Regions from separate parts of the Zea mays genome. Here all the other regions are linked to region 2. Evidence: chromatin contacts called from public Hi-C data. All regions are on one chromosome and are shown on one strand. Each heading gives the region's core, a stretch centred on a gene start, on an enhancer-like site or on the middle of the called end of the contact. The rest is flanking DNA. Distances are from core to core; before and after follow the strand shown.

Region 1 (3,702 bases), core at 1,048-3,547, 330 kb after region 2:
ATTTTCCTTTTAAAGATTGTGTTAACTCTGCTGACTCTGCTTTCTAATGTAGCTGTTTTAATCAATATAATATTTACTATTATGTTCCTACATATGCATTGTGTATTTAGGTTAGCCTGATGTGACCTATTAGGGATGCCTAGTTTTGTTTTTCCTATACCTTGTTTACACCTGTTTTTTATTTTTATTGGGTTTGGCATGCTAGTGCTCTACTTGGTTTAGGGGGATAAAGTTGCACATGGAAGATGAAATATTGTTTTGTTTGATGAATATTACTATATATATATATATGAAATGTTGTCTTATTATAAACTTGGATATTGTTTTGTTCAGATGAATATGGCTATATTCATGTGAATTTTGTTTTGATCATTGTTGGACAAGATCACTATATTTAATGGGAATCTAGAGCAACAACAACCCAAAAAACAGTGCAACCATAAGGAAAGCTGATTAATTAGGAAAGCTAGTTATGAGTTAACCTTATCCAAAAGGGGCAAAAGGGAAGTCGTTGCTCAAGTTTAGATCGGTTCTCAGATTGATTTGCTCTATGGTAGGTCATCAGTAGAGGGAGATCTCTATCACCTCGTCCAAAATCTTAGCAGGTTTTCTCCTACTAGTGAATCTTTGTTAAAGCCTCGTAGCATCCCTATGCAATCACACCTTGGAAATGGAAGTGTGGTATTGTGCTTGGCCAGCACAACATGGTCGAGTGCAAAATTGTTTGAACTTTTATGCGACCTATGGGTAAAGATGTAGAACATCTGCAGGGTGTAAAACTGATATATCATTTGTGCTCACGATTAAGAGAGCCTCAGATCCTCACATGATTAATCTATGGAACTAAATTAAATGGACTTAAAGATGTTTTTACTGGATATTTCATTTATGATCTTTTATTGGATACCTCATTCACGGGTTAAGTACTGCACGCCACCCTCCGGCTAGGGCGTTACAGAGTGGCCGGTGACGGCCCACTGGTGATGGGGCCAAGGTTTGGAGATTTTCTAGGTCGAGACCATATTTCGGACACTTAGCCATCAATGGGTTGTGTGTGCCTTGAGTGTCGCGGCCCCAGACATTATACCGAGATGGCGGTCTTTTTCTTAGCGATCGAGTTTTTTTTATAGAGATATGCTGCCCAATAATTCGGGATAGACTCGGCTAGCATGATCGTTATCCTTATGATCGGTCTAGATATTCCCATGTCCCCTACCCTCCTTTTGACTATAAAATGACGGCGAGAATACTACAAAAAGGTAGATCATTTAATCACATTGCATAGGAAATAGACACCCCCATAATGAGTACATGTGGTATTATCTCGCATTGAGAGTTTGAACCTATCTAAATTCTCGAGTCGCCTGTGCCTTTACATTCAGTTCTCGGTCTGGTGACTTACCTTTTAAATTTATTAACTACCGTACATCCTCGGTACTGGTTGTGATAACAGTGATATGTTTTTGACCATATGCTAAAATAATATTTAGCTACTGAAATAAAAAGTTACAATTGAACAGTAAGATGTCAGATCCTAACATTCTCATAATTTGATATTCGATATATTTAATATTCATTCTAAAATATTGATATAAATATCAGAAGTGTGATATTTGATTCAATAGCCAGAGAGATAACGCCAGTATCTAACGATGAACGAATGGCAGGGCCGGGAGGTTATTCCACGTAAGGCCTAGTTTGGATACTTTGGGATTAGAGTGTTTTGGAGGGATTGAAGAGGGTATAAATCCCCAATAGATCAAATACCCGCTCAATACATGTCAATCCACTCTAATCCCACTCATTACTAGAGTATCCAAACTAAGCCTAAGGAGTAGGGAAGAAACTGAACCAAGAAGAAAGGGATTAAAATGCAGTTTTGTAGTTCGCAGAAGAATTTGAGGCCAAAGTACACTGGTTAAAGTTCATGACCACTTTGATTGGTGTACGATAAAATTGAGAGTCTAAACGAAAATTATGAGGACTAACATGATTTTGAATGTTGAGAAAGCATCGGACTATATATAATTGTAGGACCAATATATGTTATATGTCCATCAGCCGGAGCTTGTTTGTTTTGCTCTTAATCCATATGAATTGTACGAGACTAGATGAGTTTGAATCCATAGAAAATCAAAGTTCTTCATAATTTTTTCTAATTCTATCCAATCGATGTTGAATAGAAATAACCGAACATCGTGTAATTTGTAGCCGTGGAAATTCCTTTTCGGTTGGAGGTATTGCCATATAAGCTGTTGGGTGTTGGCTGTTGGCCGTTGCTAGCATCTGCATTATTTTCGCGTGAATGGATACGACATTATACAAGCGTCGACTGCATGCGTAAATGACAAGCAAAGCAGAGGTGCTTTAGATCAGGAAAAAAGCCATGGCCACAACCACAAGAAGCTGTGCCAATTCGGCCACCGTACTGCATGGCATCCGTCACCGACTGCGAGCCGATGGCCCCGCGGCTATCCTTGGCATCGGCACGGCGAACCCGAAGAACTGCGTACCACAAGACCAGTTCGCCGACTGGTACTTGGACGTAACCAAGAGCGAGCACCTCGCGGAGCTCAAGGCCAAGACGAAGAAGATTTGTGAGAATATTTTGCTTCTGCTTTAATCAACGCAAACATGCATGCCACGGAAAGACGTCCGCGACATGCCATGGAAGACCAGTCTGCTTTAATCACAGAGTATTCCACTCCACGCAGGTGACAGGTCAGGCATCACGAAACGCTACTTCTACCACACCGAGGAGATCATCGGCGACCACCCGGAGCTGATCGTCCGCGACCTGCCGTCGCTCACGACGAGGCTCAGCGTCATCGCCGACGCCGCGCCCAAGCTCGCCGCGGAGGCAGCGTCAAGGGCTATCGCAGACTGGGGCCGCCCGGCGGCCGACATCACGCACCTCGTCGTGGCCACCAACGCCGGCGCCAACGAGCCTGGCGTCGACCAGCTCCTCGCGGCGCTGCTAGGCCTCCGCCCGACCGTGCGCCGCACGCTGCTCTACCTCCACGGCTGCTCCGCTGGCCTCGTGGCGCTCCGCGTCGCCAAGGACGTCGCCGAGAACAACCGCGGCGCGCGCGTGCTCGTGGCCTGCGCGCAGGCCAAGATCCTGATGTTCGGCGCCCCGGACGACGACGCCCGCCTGGACAAGGTTGTCCCCATGACGCTGTTCGGCGACGGCGCCGGCGCAATCATCGTCGGCGCGGACCCGACAAGCCGCCCCATGGCCATGGAGATAGAGCGGCCCATCTTCCACATGGTGTCCGCCTCGCAGACGACGTTGCCCGGCACAGACGAGGCGGTGGTGCTAAGTCTCAGAGAGAACGGCCTCGTCGACGGCCGCCTGTCCGCCGAGGTGCCGAGGCTTGTCGGCGGCAGCTTAGAGCAGTGTCTAGCTGGCTCGCTGGCGCCGCTAGGCCTCGTGAACGAAAGCGACGGTGGCGGTCGCTGGAACGGCTTCTTCTGGGCGGTGCACCCAGGCGGCCGTGCGATCTTGGACAGCTACGAGGCTACGCTCGGTCTGCAGCCCGGGAAGCTTGCGGCCAGCCGGCACGTCCTGAGTGAGTACGGCAACATGATGGGCTCCACGATCATATTTGTTCTCGACGAGATACGCCATCGCCGCCGCCGTGAGGAAGACACCAAGGAAAAGGACTGCCAGTTTGGAGTCATGTCGGGGGTCGGACCCGG
Region 2 (3,723 bases), core at 134-2,633:
AAATTGAAAAGTGCGTCAAGAGATGTTCATAATAATCCATCCACTCGTTAACTTGTTCTTGCTAGCTCATTATATATGCTACACCATAAATTGCAAGGGCATGTACAACTTAGATATTATGTTGCGGTTCTCATAACACTAGATACATTTAAAAAACACCCTTCATATACAACATAAAATATCTAAGCCTTGTATTTTATTCACTAGAGTCTCTCAAGATACGGCTCATTTATGTTGGTTGTATGGGTGAAACAATATGTAGGCTTAGAGAAGACGTTTCTTCACCAAGTTACGTCTCTTGTGTTTTTACACTTATCCCCTTGATATCTCTCAAAATATGAGTCATTTACGTGGGTTGATATCACTAAGTATCGAACTACTTTGAGATCTCTAACGAAGTATCTATTTCGATTCTCATAAGACATATTATTAGTAGTAAGACAAATCATAAAATTTCTTGCGAAGGTCAGAAATAGCTCGTCTTTAATTTAGGTAGTATATATGTAATCATGGTCGCTAATATATGTAATCCCCGGGACACCCGTGTCTCAGGGTAATATGGAAACAAGTGCATGATGAAATCCATCCCTTGGGCACAGTAGCTAAGTGTAATCCTGACTCATGACAGAAGGATGTGTTAGGCCGCACCATAGATAGTACATCATCAGGACCTGGCTAAGTGTGGTGACACATGTCTTAAGTTGTAGGACACTGCAGTTGTGCATCGATATTGTAGCCACGCATGCATATGCGAAGTGTACCATAAAATACAATCAAGTACATAAGGCGACACTGGTTACCAATGACATTAAACCTAGTGGCCTGAGCCACGATGTCCATAGACACGGATATCATACTTCCCCGGCCCTAGACAACTGATATGATGATCACCTTAAGAACGGGTGAGTGTGGATAGAGCCCATGTACCGCATTATGTTCATATTGGAGCAGGTGTACTTGATAAAATTATATAGGTGGTGCTATCATGTTTAAGACACAATCCAAACATGCAATCATGCCACTTACTAGGGAATGGTAAAATCACTATAGACATTAATAGGTACTATGATGGTGAATTTATTTAGTTGTATGGCGTGTGTGTGCGCGAATATCTCGCTTCCAGTATAATAATAAGACGTTTCTACAGATATTATGGCCATAGTTTGTTTGGAACGGAAAGCATTTGGAGTTATAGATAGAAGAATCGAACAATTTATGGCGGGGGGAGTCATTTTTATGCTTTATGTAGGGGGGGGAGTCATTTTTATGCTTTATGTATACTCTATAAAATAAGAAAGGACCACAACACCACGGTGCGGCCCGCCTCGAGGCCAAATTTCACATCATGAAAACGGCAGGCTTCTCCTCGTACTGGTGGGCTTGAACGTACTCAGTAAGCCCAACTAAGGCCTTATTGGCTGTCTGCCTGAAAGCGGACCAGGCCAAACTCCCAATCTAAGATGCCCAATTCTCTGATCTCGGTTTGTAAGGATTTTTTTTCATACACTGCTGCGTTCGTCTCCTTTTACTACTGGTAACTCTTCATCCATTCTAGTTCTACAGAATTTCTTTGTACTCATTTTGCTTTTGATCGGGGAAGCATTATGTTCACCTATACACTGAGCACACGGAATCTGTTTAGTACTAACATGCAAAGCATACGTAATTAACCTACGGTTCCCCTCTTTTAATAAGCATGGGGGGCTATTCGTAGGATTAATTAAAACTTTATTGCATGAAGGATCGGAGTCCATCGCAACGTACAAGTCCGCGGATGGATGGCATCATGCGGATTGAAATGGAAGTACTATAGATTGTTGAGGATGGGGTCACGGGGCGGTAATGGATCACGGTCTAAATGGTTCGTACACTACCGGAATCAATAGCTTCGCCGAGTGCCGGAAGCACTCGGCGAAGCCTTAAAAACACTCGGCAAAGGCTTTGCCGAGTGTAACACTCGGCAAAGAAGACTCGGCAAACAGTGCATCGGCAAAGACTTCTTTGCCGAGTACTTTTTCTCGGTCACTCGGCAAAGATCTTTGCCGAGTGTCAGGGAGCACTCGGCAAAGAAAAGCGACCGTTACGGCGCCGGTTGACGGAGACGGCGGCTTTGCCGAGTGTCAACGGTGACACTCGGCAACGAAGATATCTTTGCCGAGTGTCCTCCTGGCAGCACTCGGCAAAGCCGCCTTCTTTGCCGAGTGCCATTTGGGACACTCGGCAAAGAGCCCGCCAGGGAGGGTCCCAATGTCAGGCTCTTTGCCGAGTGTCCCAAGTGGCACTCGGCAAAGACGACCTCTTTGCCGAGTGCCAGCGACATAACACTCGGCAAAAAACCTAAGCCGGTGCCCAGGTCTGTGCTCTTTGCCGAGTGTTATGACCCAGACACTCGGCAAAGAGGCTCTTTGCCGAGTGTAACACTCGGCAAAGTCACCAGTATGTACCTTTTTTATTTGTTTTTTGTTTTCCATCCACACAAACAGAAGATATCACATATATATCACATATATACATCACAGATATCATCACAGACATAAATAGCCAACACAAACATAAAACCGTGACCACAAACATAAATATCCATCACAAACATAAGTGTTCAACACAAGTATTAAACACAAACATAAGTCTCAAACGTCGCAAGCTCTCACATAAGTATCAAACAGAAACATAAGTATTATACATAAGTTCTGAAGTCTAAAACAATGACTCATGGAGGTGGGCGGTTTGGTCGGGGTTGCGTTGGGCTGAACCCTTCCGGAGGGTTGTTGGATGCCGCCCCAGATTGGCCCTGCACAGAGAAGAGATAGCATGTGTTATACCAGATGCATTACAAACATCTAACTACAATTTTGATACTCACAGGAGTGTGGAAGAGAGTAGGGTCAACTGGGGGGAACAATGGAGGTGGCGGAGCGATGCCCTGTGCGGCGCCAAGGCTCTGCATGTACTGGAACATCTCCGCCATCCTTTGATCAGCCGCCGCCCGCTCCGCCATTATCCTCGCCTCCATCTCTTCTAGTTGGGTCTGTAATATTACAAGCCAACGTTATAGTAACTCAAAGACTAGATATATAACTAAAGGAAGGACGAGTTATAGAAGCACTAACCTCGAGTTGCTGTATGCGATGATGTGAGCTGTCGTGCCGAGGTCGAATGGCTGGGCTCGAGCCCGTGCTCCTTGCTCTCACCTGAGACAGAGTGGGAGTGGAGGACGAGTCGATTGCCCCGTCGGCAATCCAGTACCGCCCATGTCTCTTGCCTCCTCCGACCCTCATGAGCACATCGGGGTCGATAGGCTCGGTGCTCGGATCATAGTCTGGGCCATGGACCTCCTGCGCCATGGCGGTGTAGTCATGGAGGCGGCTGTAGACGGCGGGGTTGGTGTAGGCCTCGGGCCCGTCATCCGGGTTGTAGGTGACGTCGGACGTCGCCTTACCCTTATGGGCCATAGCATAGGCCGAGAAGGTGGAACAAGGCCTGCCACCATGTGACGCCGACTGCAACGAAAACCAATGAGATAGTTAGAAATGATATCTAACTTAGTGCTATATATCTAAATAAAAAAGGTGGCGTACCCATGCTTCGGCATATTGGCCCAGGCTCCGGCTGCCTTGGTGGTGCGAGGGGCCTTGCATCTGCAAACGCCGTTCCCGGCTAGCTGTGTGCGCCTCGTCCCACTCAGCCGAACACCACCTATCCACCATCTGCTCCCAGCAGAGA
Region 3 (3,755 bases), core at 437-2,936, 260 kb after region 2:
TGTTGTCAACTACAAAGTTTCATAACTTTTAGATATCTACAACTTTTATTTTGGTGGTTTCATCATACGAGGCCATTTGAAAAACTCAAAAAATTAAGGATAAAAATGATTTCTAGTGGCGGTTCCTTAATAAAACCGTCACTAGAAATCTATTTGTACATGCAGTTTCTTAATAAATCTGCCACTAGAAAATCATGTTGCAGACGGTTTTCTTATGAAACCGCCACTAAAAATAGCACAAGCAGTTGACCGAATCCGCTGTAAAAATATATCGTCCTGCAGGTTTTGAGCCTTTCTCTACCTAGTGAAGGCTATATATTACCGTAAATAAAGAGAGGACAAGATCGATTGTATATGGTCGATACGTGATATATGGCGTGTTGTGGTGGTAGATATAAAAGCTATATAAAGATGGAACTAGCTTAATGGATGCCGACAGTAGTGCGTATATTTAATTTGCGCCCCCACATCTCTCATATGTACCTGATATTCGAAATGAAGATACACAAGGAAATAAATAATAAATGGTGGTCTACAGTCATATCGTAAATTGGGGTGTGTAACATTTTATCATGTACGTGCTATTATTTAAATGACAAAATATTTACGGCGCTCGCCACTTGTAATTTTGGCGAAGTTATATAAGTCATGTAGTGTGAGCGCGCAATTAAGTCGTGTGACACTGTACGTGATCTATTAACTTGTAATTTTTTTTTGAAGTCATAAATAATAATTAATCTGAAACAGTGAAAGTTATTTATCACAAAGTATCTGCCGCTAGCTCAACAAACTAGTGAGAACACATCACTCGTGCGTCGTCGTTAATGCGTAGCAATAGGCAATAGCAATGTGTCGTACGTATTCTCTAGGAAAGTAAGTAGAAACTACTACTAGTACTACTGTGTAGGCATGAGTTAAACACATGGAGGCATGATTTAAACACATGCAATGCATTCACTGCCGCAGAAGGAAAAAAATGTAGAGAGAGGGGGGGGGGTGTGATTCTACAAAAACGACCAATCCTAAGAATCATCGATCGACTGTTTTACGTCAAGCGGAATACCTTTTAGACGTGCATGCAAGTGGCATAGATCGATGACCTACCTTTCAAACCGTGTTTGTTTTCACATATCCAGGAAAATATAATACGTGTGCGCTAGAGCTAGCTATATATATCTAGTCCTACGTATAGTTGCGGGTAACGGTTTTCCGGTCTTTTTATTAATTTACCACGGACGACGGAGACGACGATATTGTTGAATTATTTGGGCAGGCTGCAGGGCCGCCGACGACGGACGGAGCGTGAATTTCTGTGCGGCACACACGGCCGTGGTAGCTGACCGGACGACGACGAGACCGGTCGACCGCATGTAGTGCAGGTGGGCGTGCCTGATGAGGGAGACGCTGACTCTGACTGGCTGCTGCTGGGTGTGCAAGCATACCATACTCTACTAGTACACCACACCAGGCTTGCCGCCCGCCCGCCCGCGGCCACGCGACCCAACTAACCCCGGCGCGGCGTTCGTTCCAGTGGGCGGGTCTCGATCCCCGGCACGTCCGCCCCGCGCGTCGTCGCCGCCCACGTGGCGGCCCATCCGCCCGTCCAACTGACCTAACCCGGTCGCCAGCCCGCGCGCTTATATAAACGCCCCCACCGGCTTCCGTCCTCTCCCACACCACAGCTCCCACACACAGCAGGCAGCAGCTCGATCGCTAGCTCCTCCGAACCGGAAAGCCAAGCCCGCTTTGGCGATCGTGCTTGCTTGCTTGGTTCCTTCAATTCCTGCCGGAGCCAGCGAGAGCTAGCTGCTGCTGTCGCGTGGTAGACGTCGTCTTGCCAGCGAGAGCCTAGCTCGATCGGTCTCTCTGGTACAACGTAGGGAGAAAGATCGAGGGGGAGAGGACGACGACGATGGCCGGCGCGACCGTGACCGTGGAGGAGGTGAGGAAGGCCCAGCGCGCCACCGGCCCCGCCACCGTGCTGGCGATCGGCACCGCCACGCCCGCCAACTGCGTGTACCAGGCCGACTACCCGGACTACTACTTCCGGATCACCAAGAGCGAGCACCTCACCGACCTCAAGGAGAAATTCAAGAGGATGTGTGAGTGCCCGGCCTCGATTATATATCTAGCTCACTCTCTCTCGCCCCGTCTCCATCCCTCGCTCGCTCGCTAGCTTGAAGAACATACACTCACGTCACGTCGTCGTCGTCTCCTGCTACCTGCTTAATTGTTTCACGTCGTCGGTAGGTCTCGGGCGACGACTACTAGCTGACGACGGACGATGCTAGCTAGCTGCTGCCTCGTGCGCAGCAGCTTCCACGTATTAATTTTCTCCGTCCCCTCGCGCCATGCACAAAGACATGAATATTTTTACTAACCCACGTAGTCTATTGTCTCTCCTGGGTAAACACTCGTGGGTTAGTTACTATCTAGCTACTACTTATCTGAATATTTTTACTAGCAGTGGGAGAACAGAAAGCTAATAGACTACGGTCGATCGTACGTGTCGTCTCTTCGTTTAATTTTTAACAGATTCCAAAAACTTCTCCATCATATGAATATATATACTCTATGTTGCGATCCGGATAGAGAGAGAATATAACTGCAATAAACTCCTTGTTGTTGAGATATGTATATGCTGCTTGCTGCTACACAATTGCTACTACCTAGGCAGTCGTACGTTACAACAACAACAAACAGCAGCAAAACTTGTGTGTGCACCATGAAACCCCCGTGTTCCATGATTTTTGGGGGCGCAGGTTTAGCATGGACACTAGCTAGGCTAGGCTAGGATATGTTTTGGGTAGGGTCCATATATATATACCAGCTGCTAACGAGCGAGTAACACACACGTACGCACGCACGCACGCATTCTAGCTCGGCCGATACCGTACAGACATGAAAAAAAAGAAGGTGCGTGGTCAACGCCGCCTGGCCGTGCCCGTACCAACAACTAACACAAACGTTTTCATTTTCTTGGGGTGAAAAAAAAAGAGAGAGAAGTGAGAACGAGACGTAAAGCAGGCGTCTGTGCACGGGAGTGAAGAGATAATACAGCTTTTGTGCCCCTGTCACGGGCTGTTAGGTGTGCAACACAAATGGCACGTCGAGGCGTCTTTTGCCGCCGGCCTCTGCTAGTTCTTCCATCACTGTTGCACACTGACCACTCAAGAAACCCGCTCTAATTAAGCTGTTGACCTCTTCTTCTTCTTCTAGCGCGCGCTAGCTGATGAGTAGCTAGCGCACCAGAGTCCAGAGGTGGTAGCAGTAGAAACAGGATTCTTTTCGTGGACGTCGATGTGCCATGCTAGCTGCCATCGTCCCCACTGCACGGGGCAGACAGGGACCCCGTGCCGTCCCATCGACTCGACTACCTCAGGCCTGCAGCTAGCGCAACTCGTATAGAGAGATGGAATAGTACTCCATCAGCACGGCATTCCCACACCACTTGGATTTTGTCGACCTGACCGGCAAGCAACTAGCCCCTTCCTGTTCCATCAATCGAATTGACGTAGCAACTAGCTGCCTTGACGTCCGTGCTCGGGCATGGCCAGTACACATACGGCCGGCCGGTACGGTTTGTTTTAATTGGGCCGGTTTGATTTTGACGTGCATGCAGGCGACAAGTCGATGATCCGGAAGCGTTACATGCACCTGACGGAGGAGTTCCTGGCGGAGAACCCGAGCATGTGCGCGTACATGGCGCCGTCGCTGGACGCGCGGCAGGACGTGGTGGTGGTGGAGGTGCCGAA

What was found. Hi-C and Micro-C count contacts between places; a contact is called where the count stands out from the background.
Region 1: a contact with region 2 is called in a Hi-C map of tassel, with 3 times the contacts expected there. The contact joins the promoter of LOC103654408 here to the enhancer-like site in region 2. A contact is called at or near these places in 4 of 25 Hi-C or Micro-C datasets (bundle sheath, ear, leaf and 1 more).
Region 3: a Hi-C map of ear shows a contact between it and region 2, with 2.8 times the contacts expected there. The contact joins the promoter of LOC100274415 here to the enhancer-like site in region 2. A contact is called at or near these places in 3 of 25 Hi-C or Micro-C datasets (ear, leaf and tassel).

Annotation. Positions count from the first base shown.
Region 1 is chr4:198,810,375-198,814,076 of Zm-B73-REFERENCE-NAM-5.0, forward strand. It overlaps LOC103654408, which reads left to right and starts at 2,298. Exons shown (of 2, transcript XM_008681244.2): 1 at 2,298-2,597; 2 at 2,715-3,702. The coding sequence starts at 2,387.
Region 2 is chr4:198,480,543-198,484,265 of Zm-B73-REFERENCE-NAM-5.0, forward strand. No RefSeq gene overlaps it. Among protein-coding and RNA genes, the nearest start is that of LOC103646828, 27 kb to the right of the region's middle. Within about 2 kb of position 1,384, at least 15 of the 20 cell types and tissues checked have an H3K27ac peak or open chromatin away from gene starts, as enhancers often do. A contact at or near this core is called in bundle sheath, ear, leaf and 1 more, where this site is marked.
Region 3 is chr4:198,740,779-198,744,533 of Zm-B73-REFERENCE-NAM-5.0, forward strand. LOC100274415 (chalcone synthase) reads left to right here and starts at 1,687. Exons shown (of 2, transcript NM_001148774.1): 1 at 1,687-2,102; 2 at 3,623-3,755. The coding sequence starts at 1,913.